3 separate regions of the Rattus norvegicus genome follow, and regions 2 and 3 are each linked to region 1. The links are chromatin contacts, called in public Hi-C maps. All regions are on one chromosome and are shown on one strand. Each heading gives the region's core, a stretch centred on a gene start, on an enhancer-like site or on the middle of the called end of the contact. The rest is flanking DNA. Distances are from core to core; before and after follow the strand shown. Region 1 has its middle 47 kb from the start of Adgrf1. Region 2 overlaps Tnfrsf21 (TNF receptor superfamily member 21). Region 3 holds the start of Tnfrsf21 (TNF receptor superfamily member 21).

The links. A called contact is a pair of places that touch in the nucleus more often than the background predicts.
Region 2: a Hi-C map of psoas muscle shows a contact between it and region 1, with 4 times the contacts expected there. The contact joins two enhancer-like sites. A contact is called at or near these places in 2 of 12 Hi-C or Micro-C datasets (frontal cortex and psoas muscle).
Region 3: a Hi-C map of psoas muscle shows a contact between it and region 1, with 4 times the contacts expected there. The contact joins the promoter of Tnfrsf21 here to the enhancer-like site in region 1. A contact is called at or near these places in 12 of 12 Hi-C or Micro-C datasets (the A7r5 cell line, the Rat2 cell line, Schwann cells and 7 more) and 1 of 1 datasets of contacts at active chromatin or transcription factors (oligodendrocytes).

What each region holds. Positions count from the first base shown.
Region 1 is chr9:25,255,474-25,260,085 of GRCr8, forward strand. It overlaps the pseudogene Atp5mg-ps1. Among named protein-coding and RNA genes, the nearest start is that of Adgrf1, 47 kb to the left of the region's middle. Within about 2 kb of position 2,813, at least 3 of the 93 cell types and tissues checked have an H3K27ac peak or open chromatin away from gene starts, as enhancers often do.
Region 2 is chr9:25,392,197-25,396,885 of GRCr8, forward strand. All of the region lies in intron 4 of Tnfrsf21 (TNF receptor superfamily member 21), which reads right to left. Among named protein-coding and RNA genes, the nearest start is that of Tnfrsf21, 57 kb to the right of the region's middle. Within about 2 kb of position 1,510, at least 5 of the 93 cell types and tissues checked have an H3K27ac peak or open chromatin away from gene starts, as enhancers often do.
Region 3 is chr9:25,449,412-25,454,269 of GRCr8, forward strand. It overlaps Tnfrsf21 (TNF receptor superfamily member 21), which reads right to left and starts at 1,912. Exons shown (of 6, transcript NM_001108207.1): 1 at 1,370-1,912. The coding sequence starts at 1,465.

The DNA.
Region 1 (4,612 bases), core at 1,563-4,062:
AAGTGGTGACTCATCTCTGTAGCCCCTAGTTTGGGGGCCGGCTATTTTTAAGACAAGCCCTTGTTATGTAACCCAGAATGGCCTCAAATTCCTAACCCCTCACATTTGTCTCACAAATTCTGGGTTTACAAGCCTGTGCCTGTGAGCCCCTGCTATAAAATATAGCAGTGAGGGGAGCTTTTGTGAGAGAACTCATCTCCGTCAGAGAAATGCTATTCAATAAGAACATCCTAGGAGTCTGCAATAAACTAATTTGTTAGATGTCTAAAAATGTTTTCCAAGATTTGAAGAAAAGATTAAGATGTGTAAGATTAAGAAACTGGATCTGAGGACTGATCAGAACTGTTGACCACTTAAGCAGAGGATTGACTGCTCCCAACCAAGGGCACCTAGGCTAGACGAAGACATAAAGAACACCTTGCAAGGGTGGCTTGTGGTGCCCTTCTGAGGGAGTCACAGAATTGCCAGATCTTGCAATCTCTAAAATTAGCCTGACTGACTAAACGTATTTGCACTCCTGCCCCAGGACAGGGAGATGACCAGGAGGGTTCTCAAGTTTCCTGATCATTTCAGGTCTCGGAAATGGAAACGCTGTTTCTCCTAGGCAGCCAAGAGTTGCCCAGAGGTTCGCAGTAGGTGTGGCCTCTTGCAAAGCTTTGTTCTTTTTGGAATGTCACAGAGCAGTGACGCTGTCTACCGTCTGAAAGGAAAGCAGAGTTGTGAGGAGAGACTTCAGAGTCTTCGTAATCAAGATAGCAAGTAGGTGGATCTGTACACGAAGCACCTCACGCTGAGATGGAACCCCAAGACTCCAATTTATCCTCAAACAAGCTCCAAGACCATCTTCTTCATGGTGTCTTTTGGTGCGGATGTCTGCCCCGCCTCTGTAGAGTGGATATTTGGATCTTTGCTGTTAGCCCAATACGTCAGGTTTGGAATAGTTGAGCGTGCTTGAAGTCCAATCTTGGGGCTACTTGGTGCTGATGTGGGAATGAGGTAGAGGGGCTCGGCTAGGGTCAGGTGAAGCTACAGAGCGTAAGAATGAGAGCTGCAGAGCCAGCAGCTCCCCACTGCAGATCCCCAGTCCTCGGCTAGCAGGGGCTGAGGTTGCAACAAAGGTGGTGATGCTACCAGTGGACCCTCTTCCAGTGGTAGGGGCTGGGTAATGTTCTTTCTTATGCTTGTGTGTGTGTGTGTGTGTGTGTGTGTGTGTGTGTGTGCGCGCGCGCGCGTGTGTGCGTGTCTGCCTGTATATCTGTCTGTGTGTCTGTCTGTCTGACTGTCTGTATAGGTGCATGCACCTATGACAACCTCAGACCTCATATGCCATCCACAGAAACACTGTCCACTTCCTTTGAGACTGGGTCTGTCACTGGCCTGGAGCTCAACAATTAGACTAGATCGGCTGGCCAGTGAGCCCTAAGGAGCCTCGTCTCTGACTTGGAATGGCAAGTGCACACACACTGCCATCTCTGTCATTTTTACATTAACGCCAGGACCCAAACCCAGTTACTTCGTGTTTTTAAGGCATGAACTATCTCCCTGGCCCACTCTAAGATGTTCTGAGCACATTGTTTGATCTCTCGATGATGTACTTCCCTTTGTAGAAAACTGGATTCTGCATTTCTAGCAGCGAAGTATGGAGCGAACTCCTTGGTTACCTTCAAACTGATCAAACAAGGTTCTTGTTACTGAGGAAACAAACTTTGTCTTCTTGGGACCAACAGAAGGGCTGGTTGACTTAACTTGGTTGTCACTTCATCTGTTTCAAGAGGAAGATTCAGAAGCTCAGTCAGAATCAACTCTTGAAGCACTGACTGCAACCCTCTCCCACATGGCATTCAAGGGGCTTTCTTGGCCCATTGACCTGTGAGACATGGGCTTTCAGCCAGGTCCTGGGAAGGAGGAAGGTGAAGAACACTAGCTTTTATAGGATCCCATTAAAGAGTTCACAAAAACATGCTGCACTCGAAAGGGGTCCCACTGTTTCCAGTGCTTAGGCTGTCCTCTCCTGGAGACCTTCTGGAGAATGTTAAAATATTCAGAGGGGAAATTATTACAGTTCCCTTTGCATATTTTATTTTATCTTATTTTATTTGTATGTATGTGAGTCTGCATGTGTGTAAGTGTACCATGTATATGCAAGAGCATGTGGAGGTCAGAAGAGGGTGTCAGGTCCCCTGAAATTGGAGTTATGAGCCACCTGCTATGGGCACTGGCAACCCAGCCTGGCTCTTCTGTAAGAGCGGCAAGCATTCTTAACCACTGAGCCATCTCTAGCCACTACATAGCTGTTCTCTTGAGGAAAACCCAGACCACTAATTTCCCAAAGACACTTGCCTTCTCTCACACTCTGACTGCTGACATTTTTTTTATTCCACAGCTAGTATTTTATTCAGAGGGCAGTCTCATTACACATGGTCCAAGAACATTCAAATAAGAACTCAAATTGAAAGTTAACGATGGGTCTTCAAACATCATAGCCAACAATGCCATGTTTGCCTATGATCTCTCTGATGTAAAACCATATCCACACCTCAGTGTCCACCAAACCGTTCAGCACAGCCTCCTTAACTGTAAGGTGTTTGAAGTTACCAGTTTTAGCACTGTGAATTATTTTTTCATGCTCTGAATAGCTGTAGTGATTTCACCAGGGGTTAGGGGAGCCAGCTCAACCTTGGTGTAGTGCCAAAATATGACTAATCAAGACTTTGAGTAAGTCACAGCAGCGATCACCATTGACGGTGTCTTCTCTGCCAAGTTACAGATGAACTTGGCCATGATCTAAGGTGGAAGGTACATCACTCTGAAGCACTGGCTGAGTGTTGACTTCTGACATTTTTATACAGTGGCCTTTAAGCCAGTGCCATGCCATCTCACTGGTGCAGGAGAAGCAGCCAAAAATACCGTGGATCATGGCCTCCAAAATTAGCGCCTGTGCACTGACAGGAAGGAGGGGATTTGCCAAGAATAGTAATGTTTAAAATACAATTGGAGACATCTTTAGTCCACAGGAATTTATTCTGGGTGTGTGTAGTGTCCCTGGTTGTTTGATTGTCTACTTGACATTACACAGAATATCTTAGTTAAGGTTTCTATGGCTGTGGTAATATATCAAGACCAAAAGAAAGTTTGGGAAAAAAATGTTTACTTCCGGGTTATAGTACCACATCAAAGTTCATCATCACAGGAAGTCAAGGTAGGAACTCAAGCAGGGCAGGAACCTGGAGGCAGGAACTAAAGCAAAAGCCATTGAAGAGGGGGCAACTTACTGGCTTGCATTTCTTATCCAACCCACGACTACAAACCCATCGATTGTCAATTAAGAAAATACACTATAGATTTGCCTTCAGGCCAACACAGTAGGGACATTTCTCAATTGAGGTCTGTTATTAAAAAAAAAAAAGACAAAAATTCTAGTTTGTGTCAAATTGACAAAACTGGCCAATGTGCTAGACTCATGTTCAATTGAAAAGTTGCCTTGATCAGATTTATCTGTAACCATGTCTGGTAGTTTGAATAAGAATAATAAAGAATGATCCCATTGGCCCATATATTTGAATGCTTAGTCACCAGGGAGCAGTATTAATTGAATGGATTAGAAGGATTAAGAGTTGTAGCCTTGTTGGAGTAGGTGTGGCCTTGTTGGAGGAAGCACATCACTGCAGGTGGGCTTTGAGGTTTCAAAATCCCAGGCTAGACCCAAGTTGGTTTTTGCTACTTGTGGATCAGGATGTAGAGTTCTCAGCTACAGGTCCAGCACCACACCTACGCGTATCCATGATACCGAGATGATAACGGGCTAACCTCGGAAATTGTAAACAAGCCTACAATTAAATCTTGTCTTTGTGTAAGCGTTGCTTTGGTCCTAGTGTCTCTTCACAGCAATAGAGCAGTAGTAATGAAGACACCATGTCTGTGAGAGACTATCCGGACTGACATGGGAGGGCACAGCCCGTTGTGGGAAGGTGTGTCTAGACTATATCAGAAAGCTAACTGAGCATGTACCGGTGAGTAAGGCAGCTGTTGGGATTGGTCTGGTGCTATGTATACAGATGCTCAATTCTGAACTCCATGATCTGGTTGCTGTCCAGAGGAGTGCATTCTCACATACACAGGCCTTTGTTGGGGAAACCTTGCTCCCCAATTTAGAGTTGATTGGTTAAAAAAAATAACTGGGCAGAAGTAGGTAGGGTTGGGCTTCCCAAGCTTGGGGTCAGAGGTGGAACCATGAAGAAGAAAAAAATGGGAAGAGAGAAGAAATGGGAGGAGAGGATACAGTAAAAGAACTGTTTGGTTTTGGATCCCTGGACAAGAGACTGAGCTGCATATTTTACATATCATACCACACTTAGCCTCCAGGTTCCCTCAGTCCCTATCTGGCATAGCCTGTCCCCAACCCTAAACTTTCCAGCCCAGGGGTTGGGCTGCCCTTACCCCCAGAGGCTCTTTCCTATATAATCTAGACTTTTTAGTCTCTCCTTTCTTTTTCCTTCTCACTCTTTTCACTCTGCACTCTGGTGCCCTTTCTCCATTTCTCTCCCCATGGTGATTTCCCTGGCCTTGGTCCTTGGGGGCAATGAACTCATCCAAGAGCAGCTTCCCAATAAAT
Region 2 (4,689 bases), core at 260-2,759, 140 kb after region 1:
TCATCACTATAATTTTGCTACTGTTATGAATCGTAATGTAAATATCTGATTCGCAGATGGTCTTAGGCGACCCTTGTGAATGAGTCATTCATTCAACACCACCAATGCGGATGTGACCCGCAGGTTGAGAACCACTGGCCTCAAAGAAAACAGAGGAGCCACTAAGATCCAGGTCACCGAGATCCACGTGAAGCACAGAACTGGGTACATGCATCCTTTTAGTTCAGAAGAGCTTTACGAAGCTCTCTGGAAGAAACTGAGGCACGGGGACAGGACTGGGCTTGCCCACATTCACACACGGAGAGGAGAAAACAAAATTCAACTCTGACCAGGAGAAAGCCCAAATCTGTCAGTCCCTATTATCTGTTATTGGAAGTTTGAAGGCCTGCATTTGCTGTGGAGGGGACATTCGAACCTCACTCTTGTGTCTTACTTACACGGACCAGTCTGAAGTTTCTGTAAAGTGTTAACTTTGCTACCAAGCCAAGTAAAACGGGACGTGAGAAAACACGAGTTGTTCGAGAAGGCCCTACCGCATGCAGGCAGGTGCGGCTGCCTACCGCCTACGACAGAGACAGCCAAAGTGCCATTCTGAGTGAAACCAGGATCTTGTCCTTTAAAACACACCAGCACGCCTCAGCTTTAGCGTCCTGGGCATGTCTAGACTAAGAATACCTCCCCATCCAATGCCGTAAGCTCTCACACACATTCCCAGTGGAACATCTGTTCGTGTCGGTGAATTTTAGTTACCGATCCTTCATCCTGGAGAGGGATGCTTTGGGAGGCAGGGACCACCTTTCTTCTTTGCCTAATTCTAGGCAAGCAGCTACTACATCGCAGGGCTGCGAGTAACTACAAAACTTTATAGAGCATCTTTGGTTCTTGTTTTGCTTGTTTGTTTGTTTGTTTGTTTGTTTGACAGATTCTTACTGTGTACCCTGGCTCAACTTTGTAGCCCAGGCTGGCCTCAAACTCTTGGCAATCCTGTTTCACCGTATTGGGCTGGTATTAGCCAGCTGCCATCTTCAGCTGATCCTTTGGGATATAGTAATAAGTGAAACAGCCTGAAAAGCACCAAATGTCTAAAGTCTATTCACACATATGGCTCCTTTGTGCCCTATCACCAGCAACATGAAACATACCTGAGCCTGAAGATGTCAGCAACTGCCCTCCTCTTACTACCCTGGACGTTCCCCAGAGCCCACAGTCATGCCCTGTGATCAAGTAACATATCCTTAAATGACCCTCTGTGCCATAGTGACACGGCAAAGAGCAGGGGCCAAATGCACGAATGTCTGGCTAAAGGTCTCAGGTCCTTAGGCCTCGGGACAATAGGTTCTATTTTCTAGAAAATCAACAACAACATAAAAACAAACCTTGCTTGAATCACCAAAAAGCCAACTGAAATGTACAGCTGGTATTTATCCCAGCTCGCTTTCACATTTCTGAACATTGCTAGTCCCAGTCAGACCCGCAGATACGGACAGCTGCTCTATCCTGCAGCCTGGCGGCAAAAAGCCAGGAGCTGGGCTACCTCAGCAGCCAGAGCAGCAATGGCCTCAGCAGAGAGAAGCCCACTCCTTCGCTAGCACTAGGGATTCTCCCAGCTGCTAGAGCAATGCCCGCCCGCCATCCAGTACCTAGCACAAAGGCTACTACACAATTCTGAGGGGAGGGACCAACCGAGGGAGGTTAAAGGAAAAGGCGAGAGACAACACAGGTGTGGCCGACCACTCCCATCCTGAGAGGGTTGTGTCTCCACTGTGGTTCTACAAAGGCAGAAAATTCCCTGAAGACAAGGAAACATTCAAGTAAAGAAGAACAAAATCTCCCGAGTTCCGCTGCGGTTAAATGACTGTGTAGACTTACCTACCTTATCTCACTGGGCAGAGAGCCACACTCACCTGCCCCTCACCCACACCACTCAAGGCAAGCAGCTGGTCAATGAAAACTCTAGTGCTTCTCTCTCACTTTCCTCCCTCTTCTTGTCTATCCTCCCCCCCCTTCATTTTTTTTCTTCTTTCTACAGAATCTTGCTGGATTAGCCCAGGTTACCCTAAAATTTGTAGCCCTCCTGCATTAACCCCCTAAGGATCATGGGGATGTAAAACTACACTGTGTTATATCCATTTAGTTTTATTTCATGGTTGTGAATATTTACCTTCATGTATGTATGTGTGTATGTATGTATGTGTACATATGTACGTATGTCTTGTGCCCAAAGATGCCAAAAGAGGGCATCAGACACCTCTGAAACAGGAGTTAGAGATAGAGTAAACCTGTATGTGGTGCTAGGAACGGAACCTGGATTCTCTACAAAAGCAGCCAGGGCTATTAATTACTAAGACATATCTCCAGTCCCTTTAAAACAAATGTTGTTTTAAAACAGGGTCTCTCTATATCACTGACTGTCCTGGAATTCAATATGTAGACCAAGATGGCCTCAAACTCAGGCCTGCTTCTACTTTCTAAATTCTACGATAGCCAAAGCAACTTGGTGAGACCCAATCAAAAAAAAAAAAAAAAAAAATCAGGATGAAATAAAAGGTGTTGGTACTCCATCCAGGTTATCAGACTGTTCCAGAACCTAGCCACCAGCCATAGCTCTCACACCTTGTTTTGTGAATCCCAAAGCATGACAAGGTAATGCCTTGGTCAGCTCTGACAACCATTTTATTAGGTGAGAATAGAGTTAAGACTGGTCCGTTTGCATAGGAACTCAAGGTCATCTTCTTACCCCACCCACTAAAGGGAAAGGGTGGTAAATAAAAGAAAACAAATATTGCACTCGCTAAGCCTAGCTGCATTCACAAAGGGTCGAAAGTCAAAGTAGGGAAAAGAAGGAAAAGAGAGTTAAAAAGAAAACCTAGAAATTCGGCTAGCCAATGTCCTTTCTCCTGACAGCCAGTAACTGGGCAAAAGAAAGCATTATCTTCACACACACCTTTGTTTTCTTGCAAAGGAAAACATTCCGGGCAGCACCCACACAGGCCGGAAGGAATAAATATTTACAGTTGGCTGGATTTTCTAGTTCTTGGGCACTGAACCCAGCAACTCTCCGCCTTGACAGACCATCCACTTCCAAGCAGCCTGGAAACCTGGTGGGCCTCCCTGTCCAAAACTATGTGACCCCAGACTTCAGGATTTAAAAGGTCCATTATGTGTGTGAGTTAGAGCTGGTTAGGAACAAGCCGGGAAGTCATTACATCCAAAAAGAGAAATAAACATACAAACATGTGTGAGCTGCTTTCTGGCGGCCATGGAGCTTTCATCCCCAAAGCAAGCCAAGAGCGTCATGTTTTGTCGCAAGGAAACTGAGGTAGAGAAGCATAGTGGTTTTACCCAGGGTCCTCAAACTGAGTGCACCCCGAGGAATTCAACAGCTTGTCAATCTCCACTCTCCTGTTTTGCTTTCGAAAGCAGCCAGTCCCTTAGTTCTCTGACCTACGAGACTCACTCTCTTGGATCACGCAGGTCTGTGTGGAGTTGCTTCCATAACTCAAGCGTGAGCTCCCTTTGACTCCGCTTACTGTTCTTACTCATTTGCAGGGCCCACAGTTCTTGGTATCATACTGTGCTCATAAATTCTTACAGAGTGGAGATTTAAAGATAAAACCCATGCCACCTACTTGCTGCTCCAGGAGGAGAAACACAAACCCAAGCACTAGAGATACCAAAGGAAAGTAACCCGGCAGTCAACCTTCGAATTCCTTGCTATCCCTCAACACTGTGGTAAAATAATAGTCTTCTTTTATTAGTTATTTGCCTATTCGTTCCATACTGGGTGACCCCAAAACTGAAAAGTGTCATTTAAAGAACGAAGAATGGTCCAGGTAGTTGTTGAGGCTGAAGGAAAGACAACAGAAAAGACAGAGGGCCACGGAGATCTACCCAAAGCCTGGCTCTACGCAAGTTCACACTCACTGTGTCTTTCAGGGCAGTGAATGCACAGCAAGAAAATTCTCCTGATTTTATGGTTACTACTTTTTTTAGACTACCCAGACTGGCCTCACAAACTCTTCCTATAACCAAGGATAACCTTGAACGTCCCCTGCCTCTATCGCTGGGGTTCTGCGATGACAGGCATATGCTACTCTGCCTGGTGTGTGCGGGGCCGGAGATAGAACCAAGGGCTTCCTGGATACTGTGCAATCACGCTACCCATGAGCTGCATCCCCAGCCCCCTGAAATCTTGACAATGAGAGGAAAACATGAGAGAGAGATAAACAAGATTGCCATTTTCTGACACCAGGTGAAAAGTACACATTTATAACATACTTTGTGGCTTAAGTGCGGGTGCTGTAGTCTTCGTGGTATTCCTTAAAAATAAGGTGAGTGCATGTGCGTGTGTATGTGTCTGTGTGTGCGTGTTATGGATAGTGTTACCCTTTTGTTTGTTTGTTAAATAGCTTTGTTTGTGGTAGAGGTACTGGAGAGAAGGCACAGTAGATTAAAGCTCTTGCTGGCCTCTCAAAGGACTGGAGTTCAATTCCCAGCACCAACGTTGGGCAGCTTATAACTTTCTGTAATTTTGGTTTCTTGGGTGAGGACACACACACACACACACACACACACACACACACACACACACACACACTTTTGAAAAGAATTTGAGGGCTGGAGAGATGGCTCAGTGGTTAAGAGCACTGACTGCTCTTCCGGAGGTCCTGAGTTCAAATCCCAGCAACC
Region 3 (4,858 bases), core at 662-3,161, 190 kb after region 1:
CAAGGGACACTGAGATTGATCTCATAAATGCTAAGAACAACAAACTTTCTTTAGCCCCTCTCTTCCCCCCCCCCTCTCACATACACACACACACACACACACACACACACACACACACACACACACACACACACACGAGGGTGGGGGGGGGTGTTCTGTAGCATGAATTCCCAGGCCATAGCAACTGTAATGATGGAAGCCCCAGATCTTGGCTGGCCAGTCAGTAAGCCCTTTAGGGGAAGGAGACAAGAGGCCTGCCTTCCCTTACACAGCCCAACCATGAAAACAAGCTCTTTCTTGTTTTTGTTTAGTTTTTAGTTAACAATCTTCCTCCTCCCTGCAGGGATGAAAGGCATGGCTGGTTTATGGCGTCTCAAGGGTTTGAATTCCAATTTTCTTCCACCTAATTCCCCACTTGGCCCCAGTATTGGAAATAAAGGGCCAGCTGGGGGTAAGTTTTGGGTAAGGGATGATGTCAGGCTTTGATCAGATAAAGTGATGGAGAATCGCGATCCCGGCACGCCCCAGATTTGGGTGCTGAGAGAGCCTGCATCATCTTGCGTGGTGACATGTCTAAACACAGAAAAGGAGAAATAAGAAAAGGATGGAGAAAATTAATTCTCCTTTATGTAGCTCTTTCCCCTCCCCCTCTACTGAGAGCCAGAGCGCCGGTTGGCTCCAAGCCGGTGCTTTAGAGGCGCCTGGGTCTCTGGGTCCTTCCTCTCTCCCCACCCCTTCTTCTTCTTCTTTTGGCGTGCAGAAATCAGGACCCATCCGAGCCAAGAGGGAGGAGAGAAGCAAGGAAGCTGAAGCAAGGGGTGGCCTGCGCCCTACTCCGGAATGCCTCGCGCGCGGAAGCATGCAGCGGTTGCTCGCGTCCGGAGCGCACCGGTCCCGCTGTCTCCACTGCGGTAGCATCCGGACATGACATTGCAGTAGCGACAAAGCAGCGGCCACAACCGGCAGCTGGCAACTGACAGGACTACTCGGGCCTCGCACCACGCCGAGGGTCTGGCGGCGAATGATATTGGGGTGAGGCTGGGTGTTGGGGTACGAGATAGGCCGAGTCGGGGGCAAAAGCCCTGAAATGCGCAGGACGCCGGGGCGGCCACCTCTCGCGCCTCCTCCAAGCAACCAGATGGCAAGAAAAATAATTCTGTAACACTCCCTAGTCTTAACTCACCCCACTAATAAAAAAAAAATTATCTAGTAGAAGTCCTCCTCGGTCTTGCTATTGCCCTGTAACCAACCCTTCCAACCTGGCTAGTCCCACCACGCGCCTCCGGCACTACGGGCCTGAGGACCCGCCCGGCTCCCGGACACAGGCTCGAACGTAGCCGCCACCCTAGGGTCCCCTCCGATCGCTCACCAAGAGAAGGGAGCCGGCGACCATCGTGGCTCCAACTTGGCCGGCGATGCGGCTGCAAGAGGCGAGGGCGGTGATGCTGCTTGCGGAGGTCCCCATGGCTGAGCCCGGGGCTCGCAGCGGCGCTCCGGGCGCTCGGCCCCACGGCAGCTGGAATCGGTGGCTGTTTCTGCCCAGCGCCGCATCCACCGCCGCCTCACGGGCGGTGAGCCCATCTACCTCCAGCAGCCCATGTGCACTGCAGCAGCAAGGCGGCTAGGCGGAAGAGGGAGGCAGCAGGGGAGGCTCGGAGAAGGCGCTCAGCACCTGCCCAGGGGCGCTGGCGCCCGGGCGGGGAGAAGCAGGCGCGCTTGCAACCCGCGCCTCCCGGTGCTCTCCAGCGACAGCGGCTGCGGAGAACCAGGGAGCAGGGCGAGCGGCGACAGTGCTAAAGAGCGACTTCCCATAGCGAAGCTTCCAGCCACTACCAACCACTCGTCTCCTCCGCTGCCCAGACCGGCCGGTGAGGGACTGAGTCGGATGGCCACTCAGCTCGGGGACACACGTGGTGGTGCCGAAGGGGCGGAGAACGACCCTTTGTGATGTCACCCGGGAGGAGGCCGGGCTCTTTGTGCAGATGGAAAGAGCTCAAGGCGCACCAGAAACCGAGTGGAAGGAGAGGATGCCCCTTGGCGTTAGCTGGAGGAATTGCGTTTGCTTGTTAAACCGCGAGTCCTGCACACAGCCCTCATCCCGACTCAACATATTTTAAAAAATGATTCCAAGTAGATTGTATGTAAAGCAGAGACTATTTTCTTTTCCTAACATAAGTATTAAGGACAGCCAATATAACTTGAGCATGATGGCGCACGCCTGTATTTTCATTACCAGGGAAGCTGAGGGAGGAGGATTTGGAGTTGGAGGAAAAGTCTGGGTTACACAGATAACTCCTATCTAATGCAAAGATGTGAATGAATGAATGAATGAATGAATGAATGAATGAATGAATGAATGATCGATCTGAGCATAATGGTGTCATTAAGCATTCTTTCGGCTGAGATATGAAATTCTCCCCTTCCAGGCCAGCCAACGTTGGAGCTCCACACAAGCCTGGCTCACAAAACAAAATCCAGTCTCAAAAATTAATTAAGTAAACAGACTAGAAAAAAAGAAAAAAACAAGAATCATGCAGCTCACATCAACTGCCAAACACAAAGACCTGTGTGTTGGTTCCCAACCTGTGCTGTGTTTTGGGGTGTCCTGGGGTCTCACACTGGATCAAGAGGAGAAAGCAGGTGTATTCTCGGCATTTATGTGTGGCTCCCCCTGCTTCCGGACTGCAGATCCGATGTGACCAGCGGCCCCCTTCCTCTCCTGCAATAAACATATCCCTGAAACCGTAAGCCAGAACAAACCTCCCATCGCTTCTCGGCCTTTTGGCTAAGGTCAAGTGCAGAACAAACCTCCCCTCTTTCAGTTTGCTTTCGTTGGGTAATTTTTTTTTTTTGGTTCTATTTTTTTCGGAGCTGGGGACCGAACCCAGGGCCTTGCGCTTCCTAGGCAAGCGCTCTACTACTGAGCTAAATCCCCAACCCCCTCGTTGGGTAATTTTGATGTCAGCAGTGAGGAACCCCCGTACAGAGAAGACGAAGCTGCCGTGGTAGGGGAACTATTTCCTCCCTTGCCCGTTAGTACATTGAGAGTTGGTTCTCTTTCTCGGCATTCTTTGGAAGAAAGAAATGTATTTAAAAATTAATGTGAGGATTTATTATACTCTGATCTTTCAAACATCTGCCAGTAAAAAAAAAAAAAAATTCTTGGCCATAAACCCTGAAGGGGAAAGTTGTAATATTAAGTCTCCAGTAAAATTTTTAAAAGTTCTGAAAAATGCTATCCTTAAATACAGAATTTGGGGCAGGGGGATGATATTTCAACTTGAATTTCCCTATCCCTCTCTCTGAGGCTGCCAAAACTGAGGGAGTGTTTATTACATTTCCATGTATAATAGGGCCAATTAATTCTTCCAAAATTCAAATTATTGGTCTCTACTATCATATGTGATTTTGTTTAAAAGGAAACAAAATGAGATATTAAAGAAAAGGGGCCAGCTGACGCCTTGCAAGCAAATGTGAGTCACTTGAGGCAATGTATGATTTTTTTCTTCCAAGCTTCGAGAGTTTAATTTGGGTAACCGCAGCTCTAACCTGTTCGTTCATTTTATCCTTTGTATTGCTTTCATATCCCATCAGGTCCTTATGGGACACTAATCATCTGAATTCCATTTTTCATGTGCCTTTGGGTTGGAGTTTGTTTGGCTGGCCAGCTGCTTTTTGGTTTTGTTTTAAACAAGATCTTGCTGTGTAGCTCATGTTAGCCTCTAGGGCATACTCATCCTCCCTCAGCCCCACCCCCACCTGAATTGCAGCCATGCAATCACTATGCCTCTCCACGCAATGTATTCAGTTCTTCTTGCTCACTACTAATTAAGAAAAAAAAAAAAAGAAAGAGAAAGAAAGAAACTATATTATATATATATATATATTGAATCTAGTTAGAATATAAAATGCCATTTCTCTATTGCATGTTTAAGATACACTGTAAAATGCTTTAATTAGTTCACAGCGACACATTCAATATGGCTATGTAGATGTCCTTACTTACTCATAAATGGTAAACAGTCAACCATAAAAAAAATGGATTTTCTGCCTAAATTCCAAAAAAAGAGAAGGTAAGTATTAATAAAGCAGGACTATAGCTTACATGGAGAGGAACAGACGAGGCCAAGTTGAACAGGACCAATCTTATGCTTGCCTTAAAAGAACTGCCTCTGACCACCAGCCGAATTTCAACTTTTCACACTTCTCCCAATGCTGTACAAATCTGGTTTCCTAGTCTGAAGCTCGTCATCCCCAGAGTTTCCCATTCCCTAGGCATATTTCCAATTAAGGCACCCTGCAATGTTTCCGGCCTCCCCCGTTTTCTAGTTAAAACCCCTGTGGTCTAAAGGCAGCAGCAGTTTTGCCATCTTCTCCTCCGTTTGCCGTATTTCTAAACTCCATCCTGACTCCCTTCAGAAGCGGTAGGAAATTTCCAGTTCTAAAAAGTGTGTGGCAGGGGCGGGGGTGCTGGAGAGAGGGAGCCCTACTGTTAAGAGCACTTGCTGTGTTATAGTGGAGGGGGAGATAGGGGTGAGTAGGTAAAAAGAAGGGCAGGACTTTAATGGGAGGGGAAGAATAAAATAGAGAGAGAGGAGGGAAGAGGCATGAATAAGACTAAGTGTGTTTGAAAAGGCCAAAGGAAATGTTAGTTCATGTTTACTTTAAAACACATACATAATGGAGTGCCGCTGAGTGGTTAAAAACACTAACTGCTCTTGTAGAGGACACAGGCTCAGTCTCCCTCATTCACATGGCTGCTCACAACTGTATAAATCCAGTTCAGGGGACCTGATGGCCTCTTCTTAGGCATCAGACACACGTGCCCTACATGTACATGCATGCAGGCAAAACATTC